2 separate regions of the Anas platyrhynchos genome follow, and region 1 is linked to region 2. The links are chromatin contacts, called in public Hi-C maps. All regions are on one chromosome and are shown on one strand. The core of a region is the stretch at or near the end of the contact, and the rest is flanking DNA. Distances in the headings are between cores, read along the strand shown. Region 1 has its middle 40 kb from the start of RBBP8. Region 2 has its middle 79 kb from the start of MIB1.

The links. Hi-C and Micro-C count contacts between places; a contact is called where the count stands out from the background.
Region 1: a contact with region 2 is called in a Hi-C map of subcutaneous adipose tissue, with 4 times the contacts expected there. The contact joins two enhancer-like sites. A contact is called at or near these places in 4 of 8 Hi-C or Micro-C datasets (liver, skeletal muscle, small yellow follicle and 1 more).

Annotation. Positions count from the first base shown.
Region 1 is chr2:54,767,356-54,772,194 of IASCAAS_PekinDuck_T2T, forward strand. No RefSeq gene overlaps it. Among named protein-coding and RNA genes, the nearest start is that of RBBP8, 40 kb to the right of the region's middle. Within about 2 kb of position 1,431, at least 3 of the 8 cell types and tissues checked have an H3K27ac peak or open chromatin away from gene starts, as enhancers often do.
Region 2 is chr2:54,528,151-54,533,656 of IASCAAS_PekinDuck_T2T, forward strand. No RefSeq gene overlaps it. Among named protein-coding and RNA genes, the nearest start is that of MIB1, 79 kb to the left of the region's middle. Within about 2 kb of position 1,886, at least 1 of the 8 cell types and tissues checked has an H3K27ac peak or open chromatin away from gene starts, as enhancers often do.

The sequences.
Region 1 (4,839 bases), core at 181-2,680, 240 kb after region 2:
AGACTGCACGGAGCCTAAAGGCCAGCTGTGTACAAAAGGGCACAGCCAGTTCCTGTATGTGCTCCATAACAACATGACACATCTCAGGGCTTTTGGACAAAGGGATGTATTTTTTATGTGAAATTGTTCCTTAGCTGTATATTTCTTTGTCTTCTGCCCATGGGAATAATGACACCAGGCCAAGAATGAAAGACTCCTTTAAGTGTCTCCATGCACATTGGTTTGCCATTCATATTTCTTCCCAACTCGGGAGGCTGACAGGTTGAGGCAATACTAAAAGCTCCTTGGTAATGAAGAAGGGTACCTGAAATCCAAACGTTTCTAAACACACGCTCACTGTACTGAGAACAACTCTTTCTAAAACAGGTAAATTATACTTTGGTAATGCCTCCCTATTCTATAAACTGAATTGATAAGATTCAAGCTAACATTTCATCTTGACATTACTAATACATGTTTGCGAGCATTCAGTTTACACTTTCAATACAGTCTGTCAGATTAGATCTGTATACCTGCTACTGAATAACAAGGGTACTATTGATTTTTCGTTATTTTCAAGTATTTGTTTTCTTGAGTTGAGCACATTCTATTTATTTTGGCACAGGTAGCAGAGAAACCAAGGCAAGAGACTTAACCTCTTTTTGGAAAGATTTAAGACTTGACAAGCACCAGAGCTTCGTGGAACTGCTTGTTCCCATGGTGGTCTGTGACACAGTATTGTCCTCTTTATGACTTTAGTCAGTGTTTGTTCCCTTAATTTTCTGCCTGAGTCTGCTGCGGATATGGGATTGTGCAGGGTATGTAATGACAGTTTTCTCCTGGAGGGACTTGAAAAGTATCTGAAGCATGGATTTCTTTTTCCCCCGTGGCTCAATTTGGAGGCTCTGTCAGGTACCTATCAGGCACCTCCATGCAGAGTGATATACCACTTTGCACTGCAAATGCACACACTTTAAAGCATGGAAGCAATTTGCAAAATTATTTACCTATGCCTGTTGCCATATGGATTTAAAAAAAAAAAAATCCCCAAATCAAACCAAAGATCAACAACCCAAATCTGGCTGTTGCTTTCTGGGTAAAAGTCACACTATGACAAAGACATATTTTCTGGCAATAAGTAGCAATGCAGTGCAGTTGTTTTCTGGCTGATGGGGCTCGCAGTGCCCAGGTGCAGTGGGCACTCCACGAAGGCCAAGGCAGCCCAGTGTCCCATGTATAACCATTTAACTGCAATACTGCCCCTGGACATAGCTATAGATGCTACTGGCAATTCTGTGCATATTGTATATTCAGAGAGTAATGTAAACCCAGAACGCAGTGTGTGTATGTATAGAGATAAATATATTTGCAAAGTCTTCACTACACAGCCCGTTTGCAGTGTTGGTGCGCTTGTGGAGTGATGTGCTCCTATACTGGCACCTAGTGGGGAGCATGCAGGAGGTGGCTGAGTAAAGAGGCCAGGATTCACAGACACACATGCATTCAGCCCATGAAATACCTGGAATACTTTTTTTTTTTCTTTTTTTTTTTTTTCTTTTTTTTTTTCCTGGTTATTTGAAAGTCCTTCCGGCTTAGTGCAATTTTCACTGTTTTCATTTCGGTGTCTCTTGCAGCCTGCCCCCTCCATCTTGTCCTCCACCCTCTCTCACCAGAAGGCCTCAGGGCAAGCCTCTGCTGCTTGCCTGCTCCAGCTGGCATCCCTACCTGTGGTCCCCTCCTTCCTGGCCTTCCTCTTGGATCCCTCTGTAGCAGTTTTTCCTCCTTCAGTTCTGCCTGCCTTGACCTGGGCCTGGCAGGCCTCTCAGAAAAGCAAATGACCACTGGCGTTGCTTCCTGCCTCACGACACACGCTCCCGCTTTGGCCTCGGAGGAAAGGACTGCCTCTTACCCAGCGAAGGACTTCCTCCACCCATTCCCATCACCCGCAGGAACTTTGTGTCCCACCATTGTCCCTTTTTAGCTGAAACAGCAAAAGGCTCAACCTACAACTTCTCCCAAAGTCCACCCTGCGTCATTAGAGTGTTTAAAAGGAAGTACCAAGAAGACGTGATGTTCTTGCCAAAAAGCATTTATCTTCTTCTTACCATCTATATAAAAAGGACAACTCTCCCAAGGAGCCTCCAAGACTGGCCTCAAATACTGCAAAGCCAAATTAGACCTCCTGGGCATCCCAGTTATACCAGTATGTCCTTGCTGATAACAGTGAGCTGAATTACTGCTGGGGTTTGTTTCTGTTGCTAGAGCCCCAGCACATTCCACAGCTGTTGAAGATGTTGCAAGGACACATTTTCAGTGCCAACCTGAGCACGGTCAGCTGCTGCCAGACAGGAACTTGATGATGGGCAGTTCAGGTGAACTGGCAGTCTTAATGAGAGGTAGAAGCTCCCCATTACTGCTGGTTGTAGGACAGCCAGACCTTGTGCTTCCTGCGTGGGGCAATGGCGTACTGCAATTTTGCTGCTAAAGTCAATGAGTGGCACCAGAAAGACCTGCTGGGTCCCTAACGTTACTTCTTGTTTCCTACACTCCTCTTACTCACACACTGACCACGTCCAGCCAGCTCAGCGAGAGGGTGCAGTCTTCCCTTTGGTTGAGACATTCATTTCCCATTGTGGATGAAGGCCATGCTTCCATCCTGAAGGGAAGTTACTGTGGGTGAAATTGTTAAACAGCCCTCCATCCTGTATGGTCTGTGACCGTGATTTACAGCCCGTTTTTAGTTACGCACCAATTCGGCTGAATTTCTCTCGAACAGTTGATCTGAATGCTAAACCTATTCAAGGCTAGCGGCATTTCTGTGATTCATCCAACACAAGGAAACACTGAAAATTTATTAGGATGTTTTTACAGTCCCGGAAATTGCTATGTGGCTCTATTGCTAACAAAAGAACAGAAATGGCTCACAATATTATTGCACCTTTTCATACACATTAGGTGGTATAGGCCTTTGTCGTTTATTCAGTTTTTAAGTCAAACTCTCTTCTGGGCTGAGATTCTGTAAGGTTTCCAGTTCTTGCGATTTTATCACAAGCTTCACTAACATTTGGTGCTTTCCTTAAAGCTCTGGTTCTTGCAATGTCTTGATTTGACCATGTGAGAATTTCAGCTCTATAACGAAATAAAAACCAATAATTCTATCCCCTGAGACTGTAGAGAACAGTAACAAAACAATAACTGAAATCTGTTTGCATGCTAGATGGCAAGGAAAACCTAGATCTTTTGTTTGATTTCAGCAAATTTTTATGTCACTCCTCTGATTTTGGCTTATGATTTCTGAATTTCTATGTGCTGGTGAGGACGTTATCTGGAAGAGAAGGGAGGGGGACATGAAACTATGCATACTCTGTCCCTCTGTTTGTAATAGCCTTGATTTAGCTTAGCATACCAGCTGAAATCAGGTGCTGGTTGGCAAGTTTAACTCATTTTTTTCCTTTCAGACTTACTGCTTGCCAGCCTACAGAGGCAGGCAGCAGCTGAACCCTCACCACAACACATAAAACAGGGTTCCTCTGCCCAGATTGTCATCAGAGTGCCCATAGCTAAATTACAAGAAGTCTTGGCATTAAGGTAGAATTTTCAACTACTGGGGAACATTTTCATTATTCAGAAAATTTTTATTATTGGGAAAAGAAGGGGCTGAATCATTTATGCACATGGCTGCGTCCACACCATGCACTGGGCAGGCAGGCTGTACTTTCTGTGTTCATCTGTGGTGATGTATCATCACATCTCGCCATGAATTTGCTCTCTGTCCCAGCAGTGCATACAGCTAGAGAGGAGGACGAAAAGCAGCCTTAGTAGCCTCAGCAGGGAATTACGTCATTTATAACACTGAGTCAAGCAAGTGCTCAGGAGAAAGGTGCAAACCACATGTCAGTTCTGGGAAGGGCATCCTTTCTGATGACTGGTCTCTTTCCAGAATACTCACAGCAGTGCTATGAGTGCCAGCAGTGCATTTGTTAAAGCCAAACAATTCTTCTGAGTGTTGCATAGTAGGACCCAGCCCCGGCACACAGAACTTGCTGTAACTTAATGCAAAATATATCAAATTGCTCTTACGCAAAGGGAGGTAGCCGCAGAAATAACAGCAGCAGGGTAACACGTCAACTTGTTATGTGCTGGGCTTTATGGCTGTGAATCCTTCAGGCTGGGATTTTCAAATAGTAGTAGGGTAGTCAGACTTACAGAGGGGTGGATGAGAAATAAAAGACGTTGCACTTTTTTTTTACTTTTTTTTTTTTTTTTTAAGCTTTTTTAGCACTTATAGGGTATCTATAACCTTCTGAACCCTCTGCTCACTTCAGTGAGTGCTTAGCCCAGCAGGGAGTCACGTTATGTCCTGTTTTTAAGGCATGATAGTTTCAAAATAGGTTAAAATTTTCTTAGTTGCTGATAGAGACCACAGTCAAACAAAAAGACTGATGGATAGGAACTCAAAGAAAAGACTGGCCTTTAGGAATACCAAACATACTTGTTCACACAGTGTTCAGTTATGAAGATTTTATTATGTACCAATTTGAGTTTATATGTACCAAATGTTTGTGAGTCAGCGGAACAAGCAGGGCTGCCCTGTTCCAGTAGATCTTTTTTCTGCCCTTATGATGGATTTTTAATTTTATTTCATTTTATTTGATTTTATTTTATGTTATTTTATTTTATATTATTTTATTTTACAAATAAAGAATCATCAATAACCATGACAGGGCTCCCACAGTGAATGGACATCCCAGCATGCCATGGATGCTGTCTCTGCAGACCAGCATTTCCACAGGCTTGAGGGAAGTCATAAACTACTTAGGAGGAATAGGATTCACAAAGCTGTCCTGGACAGCTTTACTG
Region 2 (5,506 bases), core at 636-3,135:
TTCCATCCTGTTCGTGAACAACCTTTACGGATCTGGCTATATGAATGGGATCACTTAAAAATCTCCTGCCAGATATAGTAGCTCACATTCTCTGAGACAGCATTTACTGCACCAAAGTTTATGCTTTTAGGATTCAATTTAATGGATACATTCAGAAATATATCTATTTAACTAAAGGTAACAAAATCAATCGGACTCAGCAAAACAGCACTGGTCCCAGGACAGACCCCTGAGGGACACCGCTCGTCCCTGGCCTCCGCCTGGACATGGAGCCATTGACCGCAACTCTCTGGGTGCAGCCTTCAGGCCAATTCCTTATCCACTGAATGGGCCACCCGTCAAATCCATCTCTCTCCAATTTGGAGACCAGGATGTCATGTGGGACTGTGTCAAAGGCCTTACAGAAGTGCAGGCAGATGACATTGGTCGGTCTTCCCTTGTCAGCTGATGCAGTCACTCCATCATCATTAGAGGGCCACCAGACTGGTCGGGCACAATTTGCCCTTGGTGAAGCCGTGCGGGCTGTCTCGGATCACCTTTGTCCTGCATGTGCCTTGACATTGCTTCCAGGAGGATCTGCTCCATGAGCTTTCCAGGTACAGAGGTGAGGCTCACCGGTAGGTAGTTCCCTAAATCCTCCATGTTATCCTTTCAAAAATGGGAGTGATATTTCTCTTTTCCAGTCACCACATGGCCTGACTGCCAGGACTTTTCAGATATGACAGGGAGAGGCTTGGCAGCAGAATACCTGCTGCACTGCAAGTGATGGCAATGGCTTTACTAAAGGCTTTAGGATGTGGTCTCTGTGGTCTCTACGGTTTCAGCCCCTAATGTTGGTCAAGGTGGGTGTGGCTGGTGTTAGACATTGATGTTTGTAGATTTTGAGAAGGCTTTTTCCACACTGAGAAGGGTGGTAGACCCAAAAGAAAGGGCAGTTTACAAACATGCCACTCTGTATCTTAATGCACCTTGCACTCCTAATTAATTCAAGCTGTTTCCAATATGCAGCATGTTTAAGGCAGGAAAAATGTGACTGTGGAGATTTCCTTCAGATTTGATGTTTAGTAAATGCCGAGGGTGGTTCTTCATGAGTGTACTTCATCTTATTCAGGGGAGAAATGTTAGCAGCAGTATTTGATTAAAAAAAAAAAAGAGAGAGGTTTCCTTAACAGACTTGGTTCTTCACAATATGGAAAGATAATTTCAGTCAGGAATGATGCTGTTGAAGATCTAATTTTCATGCTTCATACAGCCTATTTCAAGTCAATACAGCAGCATGCACTGGAAAGCTTTTTTTTTTTTTTTTTTTTTTTTTAAAGAATGAAGCCTATCAATGCTGTTACTGGTGCTTATGAAAAGCTTTTGTCTGGAAGTTACTTGAGGGATTTAAGCACTTTGTTCCCTTTGCAGTGAAGGAGGAGTATGGCCAGGCTTACCAGGAGATACTCAGAAATTCTTCTAAAAAGCAGTCTCTAGAGGGCAATGCTATGATGTGCTGAAATAGGTTTAATCATATTAGGAACCAAGAAATGTGTCAGCTGATAACGTAAAACTTTTGTTCTGTGACAATGCAAAACAAAGTTGTAGGAAATTCAGTGTGAAATGTACTTCTTACAGCTATCGTTTGCTTAAGCTTGCTTGACTGCCCTGGAGAAGTTAATACAAAATTTAGCTCCTGCAAAACAGCATGAGGTCAGGAAAATACCCTTGTGAGATTATACTGACCTCTCTCAAAACTATGACACCGTTTTACTAAATTTTCTTTAGCAATAAACCTGTGGGAGTTCAGTATATGAACTTAAATCTGAGCTGGTTTAGGCAGTGACACTCGTGCACCCTAAAACATCGGAGTATTTCTCCCACAAGGGGTCAGTAGCACCCTCCGTTTGGGACAAGTTTTTTTTTTTTTTTTTTTCCAATATAAGCGCAGAGCAAACAAGGGATAAGGATAATGATGATTGCATTAATATGTGGGTGGACCAGACCTCACTTGTCCCCTTCTTCAAGCAGGCTAAGTATAATTAGCTTATTTGCTGACTGCAGTAAGCACCATATTCTATCCTCTGACTCTCATGTGACATGAACATTGCTACTATTGATTAGGGCAAAGTTCCAATGGAGTGTTTACCTTTAGCTCTAGTTGAAAGTACTCATTTAGTCTAGCTTTTTTTCCTTTTTTTTTTTTTTTTTTTTTTTTTTTCCTTTTCAAAAGCATGCAGTTGGGGCAGATAAACTCTAGGAGAGCTTGTCCAGTTTGCAGGGAAAAAAAAAAATTCTTGCATGAGTGTCCCACATATTCTTCATGATAACCACAGTCTCCCTAGATGGCTGGAGTTGATTAATATTTTCCACCCAGTTGTAGCACAGCTCATGGTTAAATATGCTTTGAACCCTATCAGTCTGCTCAGTGGAAGGAATGTCCAAGTTCTTAAGTCTTCCCAGAGCATGCAAGCAGCTTGGAGACACAAATTTCAAGTAACTCAGTATCTTTCTACCAAGAAGCTGAACAGACCAGACAGCTATTCCCTAGACAAAATTTTCCAATCCTTTTACCAAAGTTGTGTTTCACAAATAGGAACCTAACTACGATCAATGTCTCTCAGGTTGGCACAGTTTCTCACTTGCACTTGGTGAAGTAACAAGGGACTTTCCTTACCTTGGTGTTTGTAACTCTTGTTCTTCTCTGTTTTCTGTCTCTTAGGGTTTTTGCATTTCATGTCTGCACTGATTCTGTCTCCCACTGCTCAAGTCCTCCACTTTGATTATTTCTGTAAGCCTGTTTCTGATAGCAGAACCGTGTCCCATCCTTCTCAGTGCAGTTCTTTCCGAGACCCTTTAAAATTAATCTCCATTACACTGAGGTTAGCACAGTGCCTTGGCATTAGTACGGAAGGACCCTATCCTTGTGTTTGACTCCACTCTTAATTGCATATACAGACAGGAGGAATTCCTGAATTCAGTCTTAGCAAAAATTCACGTTACGTTATCAATAACCCTTGTTTCTTCATACTGGCAGTATAAGAAAGAGCTTGTGGCTGCCACCTGAGGAAAGGGAATGGGTGCTGCTTTTGTCAAAACTGTTCTCACCCATATGAAGAAAACAGAGAACAAGTCACTGATTCAGGTGTAACCCCCTCCCCCCCCCCTTTTTTTTCCCTATAGGCTGCCTCAAATTTCCATTGTTACCTTATCTCAGAATCAGTTTTTGGTGACACCCTAAGGTACTTCCCAGAGTAACTCATTCAGGACAGAAGCTACTGTCTCTTAGTCCTGTGTCTTTTGCCCACTTAAGTTGACCAGAAGTCATCTGCTCATGACAGTGGGATCCCTTGTATGAGCATGGGTTGCCTGCAAAAAGAAGGGTTCTGTTATTGGGCTTTTTGCTGCCTCCATGGAGTAGCATGAAAACATTCAGCCTCTTTGAATAAGAGTAAATCTGAAACCACATGCCAAATAATACTTTCCTACTAAGCTTTCATAATCCTTACTGTTTATGTGATCATACGGTGACTTGTGATACTCTGTATGAAAGCTATATAAAATAACCAGCAGTTATACCGCATGTAGTTCCCAAAGGACATGTTATATGGTTTGTTGGCTTTGAAACACAATGCTGTCATTCTTCCTCTCTTCTTCCTCCTTCATGGTGAGACCTGTAAATAAAGACTACTTCAGATCTATGTAGGCAAGGCTGATTTTCTGAACACAAAGGGCTTAGTTAAGCTGTTTCTAGTATAGCCTTACAATTCAAAACATCGAGCCCAAGGTTTAATTGCATTTCTCTGATCTATAGCACAGGGCACTTAAGTCACTTAATTCATAATCATAGAATCACAGAATTGCCTAGGTTGGAAGAGACCTCAAGATCATCGAGTCCAACCTCTGACCTAACACTAACAAGTCCTCCACTAAACCAGATCGCTAAGTTCAACATCTAAATGTCTTTTAAAGACCTCCAGGGATGGTGACTCCACCACTTCCCTGGGCAGCCCATTCTAATGCCTCACAACCCTGTTCTTGGTTTTTCATCAGGTGATTCTTATTCTGTATAAGGCTGAAGGAACCTTCATGTAACTCTTGTTCTCTGAAACTGTGTTCTCCCACTACATACGGAGGATGTAAAGTCTGAAAGCCCTTTATGCACTTTTGATGGCGCAGGAAAGTGTGTTAGGACAAAGGCAGTGGGGAATCTAAAACTATACTCCAGCCATAGGCCTAAGTCTAAGGAATCTGCGAGATGAGAAACTCAAATGGCAAATTTGATTGTAAAGCTCTTGAGGAATTTTAATGTGTTCAGTTTGGACTCCTGAGAGCTTGTATCATGGACACATTGAGTCCTGCTATAACCCTGTCATCTCCTTTGTCTTGCATGCCCTGCTATTCCTCACAGGCCCTTCCACACCAGTTCTACCCGTTGTGATATGTCCTGGACTAACACTGGAACTAGAACATGGGAAGAAGGAAGGTGTGCAAGTTGCAAGCCAGTCCTTGTAGATTTACTGTGCTGCCTCATACAATTATTTCCCATGACACACACACCAGGATGTAATGAGGAAAATGATGTTGGATTAGATTTACTGTGAACAGTGGGTGCCTGCAAATAGGCAGTGGTGTAAAAAGCTACTGCAGGTCAACTACTGAGTAATTACCTGCATGAGGTGCTTGCCCTGCAGCAGGCAGGGGCAAAGTGTTACAACCAAGTAGAGTTGAGTGGGCCAAGCCCTCGAGGCATTTAGATGTCCTGAGCTGACATTGCTTCATCAGTAAGTAGCATGTAAATGAGTTAGATAAGAAAAACGTATCTTCAGGAGCAAGACTGGGACACCAGACATTTAATTTTAGACTTCATCTGCTGTGCTGAGTCAAACTGTGACACCCAGATTTGGCAGGCCACTCTTCCTTATCTGTTCCCCACTACCAGCCTACCTATCCCTGCAACGTCCTTCCACAGGGTGTGAGGATGCACTCGTGGGTCTACAGGACAGCTAGTGGTATCCTGCGTAACTTTCCAGGACAAGGAGAGGACTTTATTCTCTAATGTTTTTGATTTGGCATGGTCTTTTTCTTTCTGTTCATCTTCAGTTATCAAATAGGACTGCCTTACTTTTACAGATGATATGGAAGTTTGAGAGAAAATCAATGTAGGTATTACAGTTGTGCCTGGAATTCTTGGATTTATCCCATCATTTCCCACAAAATTAGCCCTGACCTTTTTACCAGATACAGGTATTCAACCATTAAGCTAAACAGCTTGAATGCTTTTAAGGTTATTCATAGTGGTGGCCTGCAGCTGCCTTTTTTTTTGTTCTAGAGAAGGCAGGTAAGGACTTGACACATCCTAGGTTATGCTCTTCCCTCTCATGGCCAAATGCTGATTTGGGCAGTACTATGGTAAAGCTGTAGCATTACACCTTTGCTTGAATGGTAGGGATTGCTTAAGACATCTTCATGGCATGATAACCTGTCAGTGGTAACTAGCAGTGAGGGTAGAAGTGCAGTATGGCCA